Linked DNA regions of Capra hircus: region 1 is linked to region 2. A link is a contact called in public Hi-C data. All regions are on one chromosome and are shown on one strand. The core of a region is the stretch at or near the end of the contact, and the rest is flanking DNA. Distances in the headings are between cores, read along the strand shown. Region 1 overlaps IFNAR1 (interferon alpha/beta receptor 1). Region 2 overlaps IFNGR2 (interferon gamma receptor 2).

Evidence for each region. A called contact is a pair of places that touch in the nucleus more often than the background predicts.
Region 1: a Hi-C map of blood shows a contact between it and region 2, with 4 times the contacts expected there. The contact joins two enhancer-like sites. A contact is called at or near these places in 2 of 5 Hi-C or Micro-C datasets (both in blood).

What each region holds. Positions count from the first base shown.
Region 1 is chr1:620,171-625,993 of ARS1.2, reverse strand. It overlaps IFNAR1 (interferon alpha/beta receptor 1), which reads left to right. Exons shown (of 11, transcript XM_018046572.1): 11 at 1-1,979. Among named protein-coding and RNA genes, the nearest start is that of IFNAR1, 30 kb to the left of the region's middle. Within about 2 kb of position 2,078, at least 1 of the 5 cell types and tissues checked has an H3K27ac peak or open chromatin away from gene starts, as enhancers often do.
Region 2 is chr1:526,411-532,404 of ARS1.2, reverse strand. The region is part of intron 6 of IFNGR2 (interferon gamma receptor 2); the gene reads left to right. Among named protein-coding and RNA genes, the nearest start is that of IFNGR2, 37 kb to the left of the region's middle. Within about 2 kb of position 2,389, at least 1 of the 5 cell types and tissues checked has an H3K27ac peak or open chromatin away from gene starts, as enhancers often do.

The DNA.
Region 1 (5,823 bases), core at 829-3,328, 94 kb before region 2:
GCACCACCCAGCTCATCAAGTCCGGCTGGGCTTGTTTAGAGTGGTCCGCGGGGTCTTCTGAGTGAAAGAAGAGGTTGAAAGCAGCCGCACTGGGAAGGGCCGTGGTGCCCTGCCTGTCCTCTCCAGAGCACCTCGTGCTCCTCTGGGCCACCATCGGGGAGCACACGGTCAGGGGCGCCCCACCAGGGTAGTTCTCTGCTGCAGAATCCTTCCAGGACCCAAACATCTCTGATCCACTGACCAGAGGCATTTGGTTTAAAGCAGATCAGGACTGGCCCTTCGCTGGGAAAGGCCCCATCCGTCCGTGGGAACTTGTCACTATCGAGAGGACCCTGCCCTCGCCGGCTTCCGCGCTGGGTCAGGGCCCCTGGCCTGCCCTGCACTCGGGCCTGGGATTTTCCACAGGAAAAATGCTGCTTCAGACTGGGAACAGTGCCTTTGTGGGGTGTGGCAGAGGGAAAACTAGGGCATTATAAGGCAGAGACGCTGCTGAAGTCACTGGGTCCCTGGGTGTGGGAGTATGTGTGTCGGGTTTAAGGTCCCCTGTGGCTTTCAGTGGCCAAGCATCTGCGCGGCCTCAAACAAAACCCCTGTTTCGCTGCATCTTGTAGACCTGAAAACGCAGGTCCATCCCATTCCTCATTGTGGCCCACATGTAGCTTAATCAAGATGCGCTTGCTTGTAAGATGGTAAGTATTTTTTTCCAAAAAAATAGTTTGCTTGCAAATACTATATACTTGAGAGCAGCAATAAACTCCCTCAGATCTGTGATCCTGAAAGCTCTTGGAGAGGGTGGATATAATCTAAGCATTTATGTAGAAGATTTGTGTCATTACAGCTGGAAATCATGTATTCATATGTAATATAGATTAATATATACGTAGTGACATGGGTCTGTAAACACACATGTACAGACATGATGCTGGCTACTGTGCCACTGCTGCTGCTGCTAAGGCACTGAAGTCGCGTCCGACTCTGTGCGACCCCACAGACAGCAGCCCACCAGGCTCCCCCGTCCCTGGGATTCTCCAGGCAGGAACACTGGAGTGGGCTGCCATTTCCTTCTCCAATGCGTGAAAGTGAAGTGTCTCAGTCGTGTCCGACCCTTGGCAACCCCATGGACTGCAGCCCACCAGGCTCCTCCGTCCATGGGATTTTCCAGGCAAGAGTACTGGAGTGGGGTGCCATCGCCTTCTCCGACTGCCACTAGTACATCCATAAACACTTAGCGTAGGTTCTAATTAGAAAAGGGTAAATGCTGCTCTAGAACTACGAGCTTCAAAATCTTGACCAGAAATTTGCAACATATAAAGTTATTTCAAAAATATATGTTTAGGGACTTCTTGGTGGTCCAGTGGCTAAGACTGAGCTCCCAATGCAGGGGCCCCGGGTTTGATACCTGGTCAGGGAAACTAGATTGTACATGCCACAACTAAGACTCGACACTGTCAAATAAATTTTTAAGTATATATATATATATATAGTTTGTGTAACATCTTTTCCCCAAACCTACCTTCAAAGCAGCCTCAGATTGCTCCTAAGAATTTGGAAGTGTTCAGAAGCTTTTCCTACCTCCTCCCCATCCCTGTAACCCTTGTATTACCTGACATGTTTGTGTTCGTTTCAGCTGGTGTCTGTCTGCCCCTCCCAGGGGACCAGAAGCTCTGTGAGCTCAGGAATAAACACTTAGCACTGTATCCCCAGTACCTACCAGAGTGTGGTGCCTCGCGTGGAAAAAGTGCGTAGGAAATAATTGTCAAGTGAGGGAAACCTAGAATTTGAACCAAGTGGGTGTTTCTGTTTGTATGTCTTACTGAGGTATAGAAGGACACAGCCATATTTCCAGTGTTTCTGTGAAAACAGCCAGTGTTGCCAGTGTTTGTATCTTACTTCCTGTGTACTTTGTCTTAATGCCCACTGCCATTCATTTTTAAACAGTTTTAACCGTTTCTGTAATAAACACTGAGTCTTGGATTCCATGGTGGTTTTGCTTGAACTGATTGAACGTAAGCATCACAGGTGCTGTGGCTGCTGCCTTCGTGAGGTGTTCGCAGCAGAGCGGGCTGGTCCCGAAGGGTCCACCCCGGGCTGGGAGCTCTCACACAGTCCTTGCTTTTTTTTCACAACCTTGTGTTTAGACTTGGCCGGACACAGCCTTGAGCCAGTGAGTCTGCAGTCGTAATGCAGACCCTGCCCCCTCAAAGCATGCTGTTCCCTTTGGTCAACGTTTCTTCTCTGGATATGCTCTTGAAGGAGACTCCCCAGTCCCACACGTAAATTGATCTGAAGTTAAACACCATTGGCATTCAAAGTGAGAATCCTCATCATGTGTTTTTAGTAACTGTCCTCAAATATTTTCCCAAAATGTACAGGGAAGTGAATGTTAATAATTTCATCTCTGATGCACAAGAGACGCCCCTGTTACTTAACACTAGTGACAAATACCGGTAACATCCAGTTTTTTTTCTTCTTCGTGGTAGCTCATGTCAGCAGCTCATGGTAGTTGACCAACCGTGAAAAAGTGGGCAGAGTCGATATTCTGGGAAGAGGGAAAAAATGGAAAAATTACGTCTCTCAGTAGCACTTTTAAATTAGACGTCTAATTTCTCTCTTCCCTGGTGGTCCAGTGGGTAGACTCCAAGCTCCCAGTGCAGGGGGCAGGGGTTCAGTCCCTGGTTGGGAAAGATCCTGTGTGGCATAGCCAGAAAAAAGTTACTCAAGAAACATTTCTCCTTACAGTGACTTGCCAATCCCTCCACGGTCCTACTTCCCCAGATTTCCTGGATCCATCAGAAGGAGTAGAGGGGAAAGTGAATAACTGAATAAGAAGAAAACATTTTCCTATCTCTCCATTAGAAAGATGGACCGTTTTTCCAAAAGACTGGATTTAGGCCTTGAATGTATCATAAGATAGCAACGTGCCTTTTTGTGTACCACTGTCTGATCCAGATTTTATCATGCTTTAATCCTCTGGAATTTAACTTTTAAAAAGACATGGAGAATTTCCTGGTGGTCCAGTGGTTAGGACTCTGAACTTTTCACAGCTGTGGGCCCAGGTTCAGTCCCTGGTCAGGGAACTAAGATCCCTCATGCTGTGTGAAGCAGCAAAAAAAAAAAGATGATTCTGAGTGTTTCAGAATAAAGGGGCACCATCCAGTCTGAAATCTTCCTGGAAGACCTCCACCATGTGCATACGTGGAAGTCACCTTTGTGCCCACCTGTCCCTTCATGTCTGTCAGAGACACTGCCTTAGGAGAGATTTTATAGCATCCCCCAAAATACATCCGCTTCTCTAGGTGGCAAGCTCCATAAACACAAGGACCTTTTTTTTTTTTTACACTTTGCAGCTGACAGTAAGTGTTCAGTTCAAGTGATTAAGTGCGACCTTGAATTACCACTTGACTCGATTCGCCACTAGGGGAAGACAAGTCACCCTCTTTAGGTTCACAACTAGCTGGTATTTTCAAAACAGGTTCCTAGATGGTTGTATCATGAGGAAACATTAAGAAAGTGGTATGTATCTGAAGACTGTATACCGTTTAGGGTTGCTACATTTAACAAAAACATAGGACACCCAGTGAAACAGTTTTCATTTCAGTGAGTAATGAATAATTCATAAACAGTGAATAATTGTTTAGTATAAGTGTGTTTCAAATAGTGCGTGGGACATTACTAAAACTTTTGTTGCTATACAATGCTTTGAATACTCTGGCATTTTACTTATGGAAAGAGATGATTAAGAGTTTTTATAAAAAAGACTTGAGGGACTTCCCTGGCAGTCCAGCAGTTAAGACCGCTTCCAGTGCCGGGGGTATGCGTTTGATCCATGGTTGGGGAACTACGGTCCCAAATGCCACATAACATGGCCAAAAAAAGAAAAGAAAACCTAGGTCGCTATGTCACTCACAATGGCTCTGCTTCTCTGATTGAATCCTGATACATGCCGCAAAACCAAGGGCTCCATCTTATGTCAAAATGGGTACAACAATGGGCACGTGATCATGGGATCCAGTGATCCTGCTGTATAGAACATCACCTAGAAGTTACCAGTTTGATTAAACATTGAGATGGCCTGAAATAGCACAGCGAAGGCACCAGTTGATAGGTGAATACTGAGGGAGGGGGGTGCTGGATTCCAATTGGTAGAACCCCCAAAGTTCTGGGAACCAAGGGATGGATGTCTAGTGGCATCTCTCATCACCACTCCTAGGGTCCCCCTGAGGAATCTGCACTTCAGGTTTGGCTGGACTAGAAGTCTCAGTCTCCTGATGGGGGATATAGGACTCCACTGTGTAGCTAAAACCTGGTTATTCTGAGCTCCTCATGCCAACAGGGGCTTCCCTGGTGGCTCAGCAATAAAGAATCCCCCTGTGATGCAGGAGACGTGGGTTTAGTCCCTGAGTTGGGAAGATCCCCTGGAGAAGGAAATGGCAACACACTCCAGTATTCTTATCTGGGGAATCCCATGGACAGAGGAGCCTGGCGGGCTACAGTCCATGGGGTCTCAAAAGAGTCAGACAACTTGGCAACTAAGCAACGTGCCAATAAGCCAGAAGACGGAAAAGGGAAGTGCTATAGGCCAGAGTAATTCATCTCCAATTATTATGAGGAGATACAGTTACGTCTACATAATGAGGTAAGAAGGAGTGTTTGCAAAACACAGGGAATTCCCTGGGGCATGTCTTCATGCTTCCACGTCAAGTCATGACTGGGAGTGGATAATTCCCATGACAGCCCTGTAAGGCCCCAGTTATGGGGGCACAGTCTGGGTCACCCCCGCCCCTGGTGAGCAGCCCAGACCAGAAGTGCTAGATGAAGGCTTCCCTGGTAGTCCAGTCAAAATAACTCTGGAGGCTACAATTCCTGCCCTTCCATTGCAGGGGGAACAGATTCCATCCCCAGTCATGGAAGTTCTGCAGGTGGCATGGTGTGGCCAAAAAAAGAGGAAAAAAATTGCTCACCAAGAGTGAAGTGAAGTGAAGTCGCTCAGTCGTGTCCGACTCTTTGCGACCCCATGGACACCAGGCTCCTCCTCCGCCCATGGGATTTTCCAGGCAAGAGTACTGGAGTGGGTAGCCATTTCCTTCTCCAGGGAATCTTCCCAACCCAGGGATCAATCCCAGGTCTCCTGCATTGTAGACAGACGCTTTACTGTCTGAGCCACCAGGGAAGAGTGAGGAGAATCTCAAATGGGTGGAAGAGCAGGGAGAAGATGAGTGTCTAATATGGCCTTAAGACCATCTTAAGAAATAGGAAATATAGCTGTCCCCCTAATCTCTCTATCATGATTTTTTAAATTCTTTTTCAATTGTGACCAGCCGTCACCTGGAAGAACCAGTATCGCATGAAGTGAGTTAATGTAGGACAACAATGGTTCTGAGTGCTATGTGTGTGCTCAGTCATGTCCGACTCTTTGCAACCCATGGACTGTACCCTGCCAGGCTCCTCTGTCCATGGAGTTTTTCAGGCAAGAATACTGGAGTGGGTTGCCATTTCCTTCTCCAGGGGACCTTCCCGGTCCAGGGATCGAGCCCTTGCTTTCCGTGTCTCCTGCCCGGCCAAGCAGATCCTTTTACCGCTAGTGCTACCTGGGAAGCCCACCCGAGTGCTGCAGGGGTTAACTGTAGCAGATGCTGCTGGTGCCTCCCCACACCCCCTTGACCTATAATGCTTCCAGGCCTGAGGGAGATTCCAAATCTCTAGTTTCCAAAGCCCATTTTACCCAAGAGTTGATGAGAACTGGCATCAAGCAAGTAGAAACCAGTTGCTGTTCAGTCATGCCTGATGCTCTGTGACCCCATGGACTGCAGCACACCAGGCCTC
Region 2 (5,994 bases), core at 1,140-3,639:
CAGTCATGTCTGACTCTGCAACCCCATGTACTGCAGCACGCCGGGCTTCCCTGTCCATCACCATCTCCCGGAGTTGGTAGAGGACAATTGTAAAGACTGCCCTCAAACCATTTAGGAAATTGAGGATATGAATGCTTCCTCTGCTGGGCCGTACGATGCAGCTTGTTGAGGTGGGGAGAATGTGTGTACAGCAGGAAGAAAACCGGCTAAGAGTGAGTCCAGCAGGAAGGGGGGACAGATGCGCTGTTAGGAGTAAGCTCTCTGTGCCACCCTCCATGAAAGGAGGTGCCAGCTAGTCAGGGGCAGGCAGGCTGGTCATGGGGACCAGATTCTGATGAGGCTGCATTGGGTTCAGGGCAGAGACAGTCCAATGTCCTGGGGCAGACTGGGTGGGCTTCAGGGCCGGAAAGGCCCTTCTTAGTTGAAGGCGGCAGCTTCAGCAAGTGACAGAGTTCAAGTGCAGGGCTGGTGCTCTGACCAGGCGCCTCTCAGGGGCCAGGCTTGCGTAGGGAAGGGGCCACACTGACACCCAACTGGGTTCACTGAGGGCCTCTCAGGGCCTCCCCGTCCTTCAGTAAGCATGGGGCTGGCCCATTATGCAAGAGAGGACAGAAATTATTTAAGACACTCCTTCTCTGGCACCTCAGACAGTAAAGAATCTGCCTGCAGTGCAGGAGACCCAGGGTTCGATCCCTGGGTCGGGAAGATCCCCTGGAGGAGGGCATGGCAATCCCCTCCAGAATTCTTGCCTGGAGAATCCCATGGACACAGGAGCCTGGTGGGCTACAGTCCATGGGGTCGCAAAGGGTCAGACACGACTGAGCAACTGAGCACACACGCACGCATGTCCATAGTGAAAGTGCAAGTCGCTCAGTTGTGGCAGACTCTTTGCAACCCTGTGGACTATATAGTCCGTGGAATCCGTAGCCTTTCCCTTCTCCAGGGGATCTTCCCAGCCCCGGTAGTGAACCCAGGTCTCCTGCGTGGCAGGCAGAGTCTTTACCAGCTGTGCCACCAGGGAAGCCCATAACTAAACCGTTATTGAGACCCAGTGACTCTCATTCAATTTATGTATAGTCTGTGGCTGCTTTTGTGCTGCAAGGCGGAACTGAATTGTTGCAAGAGCTTGTTTTCCTGCGAAGCCTAAAATATTCACCACCTGAACCCTTACAGAAAGAGTCTGATGACCTCTGATCTGTACAATGAAGTGTACATTGTATAGGAGTAAAGAGACTTACTCCCATTATTTAGATTTATACAGTTACAGAAGGTCCCTACAAGACCCCGCCCCATTTGCTGCTGAGACTGTGTGAATCAAAGGTCATGTGTTACATGGGAGGAGGGGTATTTGATGCTTGCATGTTATTCTACAAAGTACGTTATGAAATACGTACTAGGAAAGGCTGGAGGTCATTTAGGTGTAGGAAAACCAATGGAGAAACATAGGCCCTAGATCAATGCTAGGCCACCCAGAGATGATGGGAGAGTTGGATCAAGGCCACTGCTAACTCATACATGACTACTATGTGCATCAGATAACCCTTTGTTTTGTGCCAAGTTTTAAGTCAACATACGATGTCCTGGACCTTCATTGTGAATAGCGTCCCCTGGTGGTCCCACAGTGCTCGGCATGCAGATTGCAGACGTGATTGTGGGGTAGGGGGATGTGGAGGGGGGTAGGGGGATGTGGAGGGGGCATTGGGGGTGAGGGGGTTCACCTCGGGGCCATGGGAGAGGAAGCAGCCCCTCTTGATCTGGGTGATACTAAGGCCAGCAGGATGAGGAGCTGATGGGCATGAGGATGCAGAGGGGAGAACCCCAGGCAGGACGTGGGGGTGAGGGATGGGCAGAGAAGGGAGACTTTGTCCGCATCTATAGGTCACCCGCTGATGTTTGTTCACTCACTGCAAAACCACAGCTGCCCTCTCACTCAGAAACTGCCAGTGTGGAGAACAGCTCGGGTCCTAGCCTGTGCTCGGGGCATCTGCCTTTGTTGACTTCTATTTCATTCACCATCATTTATCTCAGTTCATAGGATGTTTAGAAGTCTGCATAGCTACTAAGTTACACTGCCTTTGGCTACCGGAAAACAACTGTATATCCCTAGGGGGCTCCAGGGCTCTCCAGAATAAAGGCGTTTTTCCCAGAAAGCCTGTGTTTTAGGCAAGAACCTCCTAAACCATCCCTGCTGTTTGCTGGCAGTGTGAACCCACAGAGGCATCTTCCCGTGGAGCGGTCAGGCCTCCGGCTCCTCAGTGTGCTCGCAGGCCCTCCGAAGAAGCCACAGCCCTCTGATGGCAGCACGGTGGAAGTCACCTCCCTCTCCTTGCTTCCAGTCTCTGGTGACTGAGGATGGCCAGCTGCATCACGAGGGCGCCAACCCACAGGTCCGAGAGGGTACCTGGGGCAGCACCCACCCAGTGGAGGGAGCTGGTCGGCGCTGCTCACAGGCGCTCTAGGAAGACTGAGAAGGGTGCTGCCTAAAATCTCATCTGCTAACAGAATGCAGGCAGGAGGGGCTTCTCTGGGCCCCCTCCCCCATTTATTTTTAAAAAAGGGGGTGAGGTAGACCCCCAGGGTTTCTTTACAAAGATATATCTAGCTGAAACCTAAATGCCCACTGACAGAGGAATGGATTAAGAAGATGTGGTATGTACGTATATATACACACACACACAGTGGAATATTCAGTTCGGTTCAGTCGCTCAGTCGTATCCAACTCTTTGAGACCCCATGGACTGTAACAACGCCAGGCCTACCTGTCTATCACCGACTCCCGGAGTTTACTCAAACTCATGTCCATTGAGTCGGTGATGCCATCCAACCATCTCATCCTCTATTGTCCCCTTCTCCTCCTGCCTTCAATCTTTCCCGGCATCAGGATCTTTTCCAGTCAGTCAGTTCTTCGCATCAGGTGGCCAAAGTATTGGAGTTTCAGCTTCAGCATCAATCCTTCCAATGAATATTCAGGACTGATTTCCTTTAGGATGGACAGGTTGGATCTCCTTGCAGTCCAAGGGACTCTCAAGAGTCTTCTCCAACATCACAGTTCAAAAGCATCAATTCTTTGGTGCTCAGCTTTCTTTATAGTCCAACTCTCATATCCATACATGACTACTGGAAAAACCATAGCTTTGACTAGATGGACTTTTGTGGGCAAAGTAATGTTTCTGCTTTTTAATATGCTGTCTAGGTTCGTCATAGCTTTTCTTCCAAGGAGCAAGTGTCTTTTAATTTCATGGCTGCAGTCATCATCTGCAGTGATTTTGGAGTCCCCCAAAATACAGTATGTCTCACTGTTCCCATTTTTTCCCCATCTATTTGCCAAGAAGTGATAGGACTGGATGCCATGATCTTAGTTTTCTGAATGCTGAGTTTTAAGCCAACTTTTTCACTCTCCTCTTTCACTTTCATCAAGAGGCTCTTTAGTTCTTCGCTTTCTGCCATAAGGGTGGTATCATCTGCATATCTTGATATTTTTCTTGGCAATCTTGATTCCAGCTTTTGCTTCATCCAGCTGGCATTTCACATGATGTACTCAATATAAGTTAAACAAGCATTGTTTAACAAGCAGTTAAACAATATGCAGCTTTGACATATTTTCTCAGTTTGGAACAGTCTGTTTTTCCATGTCCAGTTCTAAGTGTTGCTTCTTGACCTGCATACAGATTTCTCAAGAGGCAGGTCAGGTGGTCTGGTATTCCTATCTCTTTCAGAATTTCCCACAGTTTGTTGTGACCCACACAGTCAAAGGCTTTTGGTGTAGTCAATAAAGCAGAAATAGATGTTTTTCTGGAACTCTTGCTTTTTTGATGATCCAGCGGATATTGGCAATTTGATCTCTGGTTCCTCTGCCTTTTCTAAAGCCAGCTTGAACATCTGGAAGTTCATGGTTCATGTACTGTTGAAGAATTGGAGAATTTTGAGCATTAGTTTTCGAGTGTGTGAGATGAGTGCAATTGTGCAGTAGTTTGAATTTTTTTTGGCATTGCCTTTCTTTGGGATTGGAATGAAAACTGACCTTTTCCAGTCCTGTGGCCACTGCTGAGTTTTCCAACTTTGTTGGCATATTGAGTGCAGCACTTTCACAGCATCATCCTTTAGGATTTGAAATAGCTCAACTGGAAATCCATCACCTCCACTAACTTTGTAGTGATGCTTCCGAAGGTCCATTTGACTTCATATTCCAGGATGTCTGGCTCTATGTGCATGACCACACCATCAATAAGACCTTTTTTGTGCAGTTCTTCTGTGTATTCTTGCCACCTCTTCTTAATATCTTCTGCTTCTGTGAGGTCCATGCCATTTCTGTCCTTTATCGAGCCCATCTTTGCATGAAATGTTCTCTTGGTATCTCTAATTTTCTTGAAAAGATCTCTAGTCTTTCCCATTCTGTTGTTTTCCTCTATTTCTTTGCATTGTTCACTTAAGAAGAATTTCTTATGTCTCCTTGCTATTCTCTGGAACTCTGCATTCCTATGGATAGATCTTTCCTTTTCTCCGTCACCTTTCACTTCTCTTCTCAGCTATTTGTAAGGCCTTTTCAGACCACCATTTTGCCTTTTTGCATTTCTTTTTCTTGGGGATGATTTTGATCACCACCTCCTGTACAGTGTCATGAACCTCCATCCATAGTTCTTCAGGCACTCTGTCTATCAGATCTAATCCCTGAATCTATTTGTCACTTCCACTGTATAATCATAAGGGATTTGATTTAGGTCCTACCTGAATGGTCTAGTGGTTTTCCCTACTTTCTTCAATTTAAGTCTGAATTTGGCAATAAAGAGTTCATGATCTGAGCCACAGTCAGCTCCCAGTCTTGTTTTTGCTGACTGTATAAAGCTTCTCCTTCTTTGGTTGCCAAGAATGTGATCAGTCTGATTTTGGTATTGACCATCTGGTGATGACAATGTGTGGAGTCTTTTCTTGTGTTGTTGGAATAGGGTGTTTGCTATGACCAGTGTGTTCTCTTGGCAAAACTGTTAGCCTTTGCCCTGCTTCGTTTTGTACTCCAAGGCCAAATTTGCCTGTTACTCCAGGTATCTCTTGACTTTCTACTTTTGCATTCCAGTCCCCTGTGATGAAAAGGACATCTTTTCTGGGTGTTAGTTCTAGAAGGTCTTGTAGGTCTTCATAGAACCATTCAATTTCAGCTTCTTCAGCTTTACTGGTTGGGGCATAGACTTGGATTACTCTGATATTGAATGGTTTGCCTTGAAACGAACAGAGATCATTCTGTCGAGTTTAAGACTGCATCCAAGTATTGCATTTTGGACTCTTTTGTTGACTATGATGGCTACTCCATTTCTTCTAAGGGATTCTTGCCTGGTGGAATATTACTCAGCTGTTAAAAAGAATGAAATAAGGCCATTTGCTGCAACATGGATTGATCTAGAGTCTCATATTGAGAGAAATGTAATATGACATCCTTTAAATGTGGAATCTAAAATGAAATGATACAAATGAACTTACTTAAGAAACAGGAAGAGACTCACGGAAAACGAACTCATGGTTACCAGGGGGATAAGGGATAGTTAAGGACTTTGGGAAGGTTATGTACACACTGCTATATTTAAAATGGACAGCCAACAAGGACCTATTATATAGCACATGGAACTCTGCTCAATCTTACGTGCCAGCCTGGATGGGAGGGTGGTCCTGGGGAGAATGGATACATGTATATGTATGGTGCAGTCCCTTCACTGTTCACAACATTGTCAATCAGCTACACCCCAATACAAAATGTTTTTGGTGTTAAAAAAAATAAAAATAAAACATAATCACGTGCAAAAGATATTAACTAGTGAAATTAATGTAATCAATTAATGTAATTATATTACACTTTAATTAATTAGTGCTGTGAATTAATAATTTATAACGAACATGAATTAGACTGCTTCCCTGGCAGCTCAGATGGCAAAGAATCCACCTGCAATGCTGGAGATCTGGGTTCAATCCCTGGGTTGGGAAGATCCCCTGGAGTAGGGCATGGCA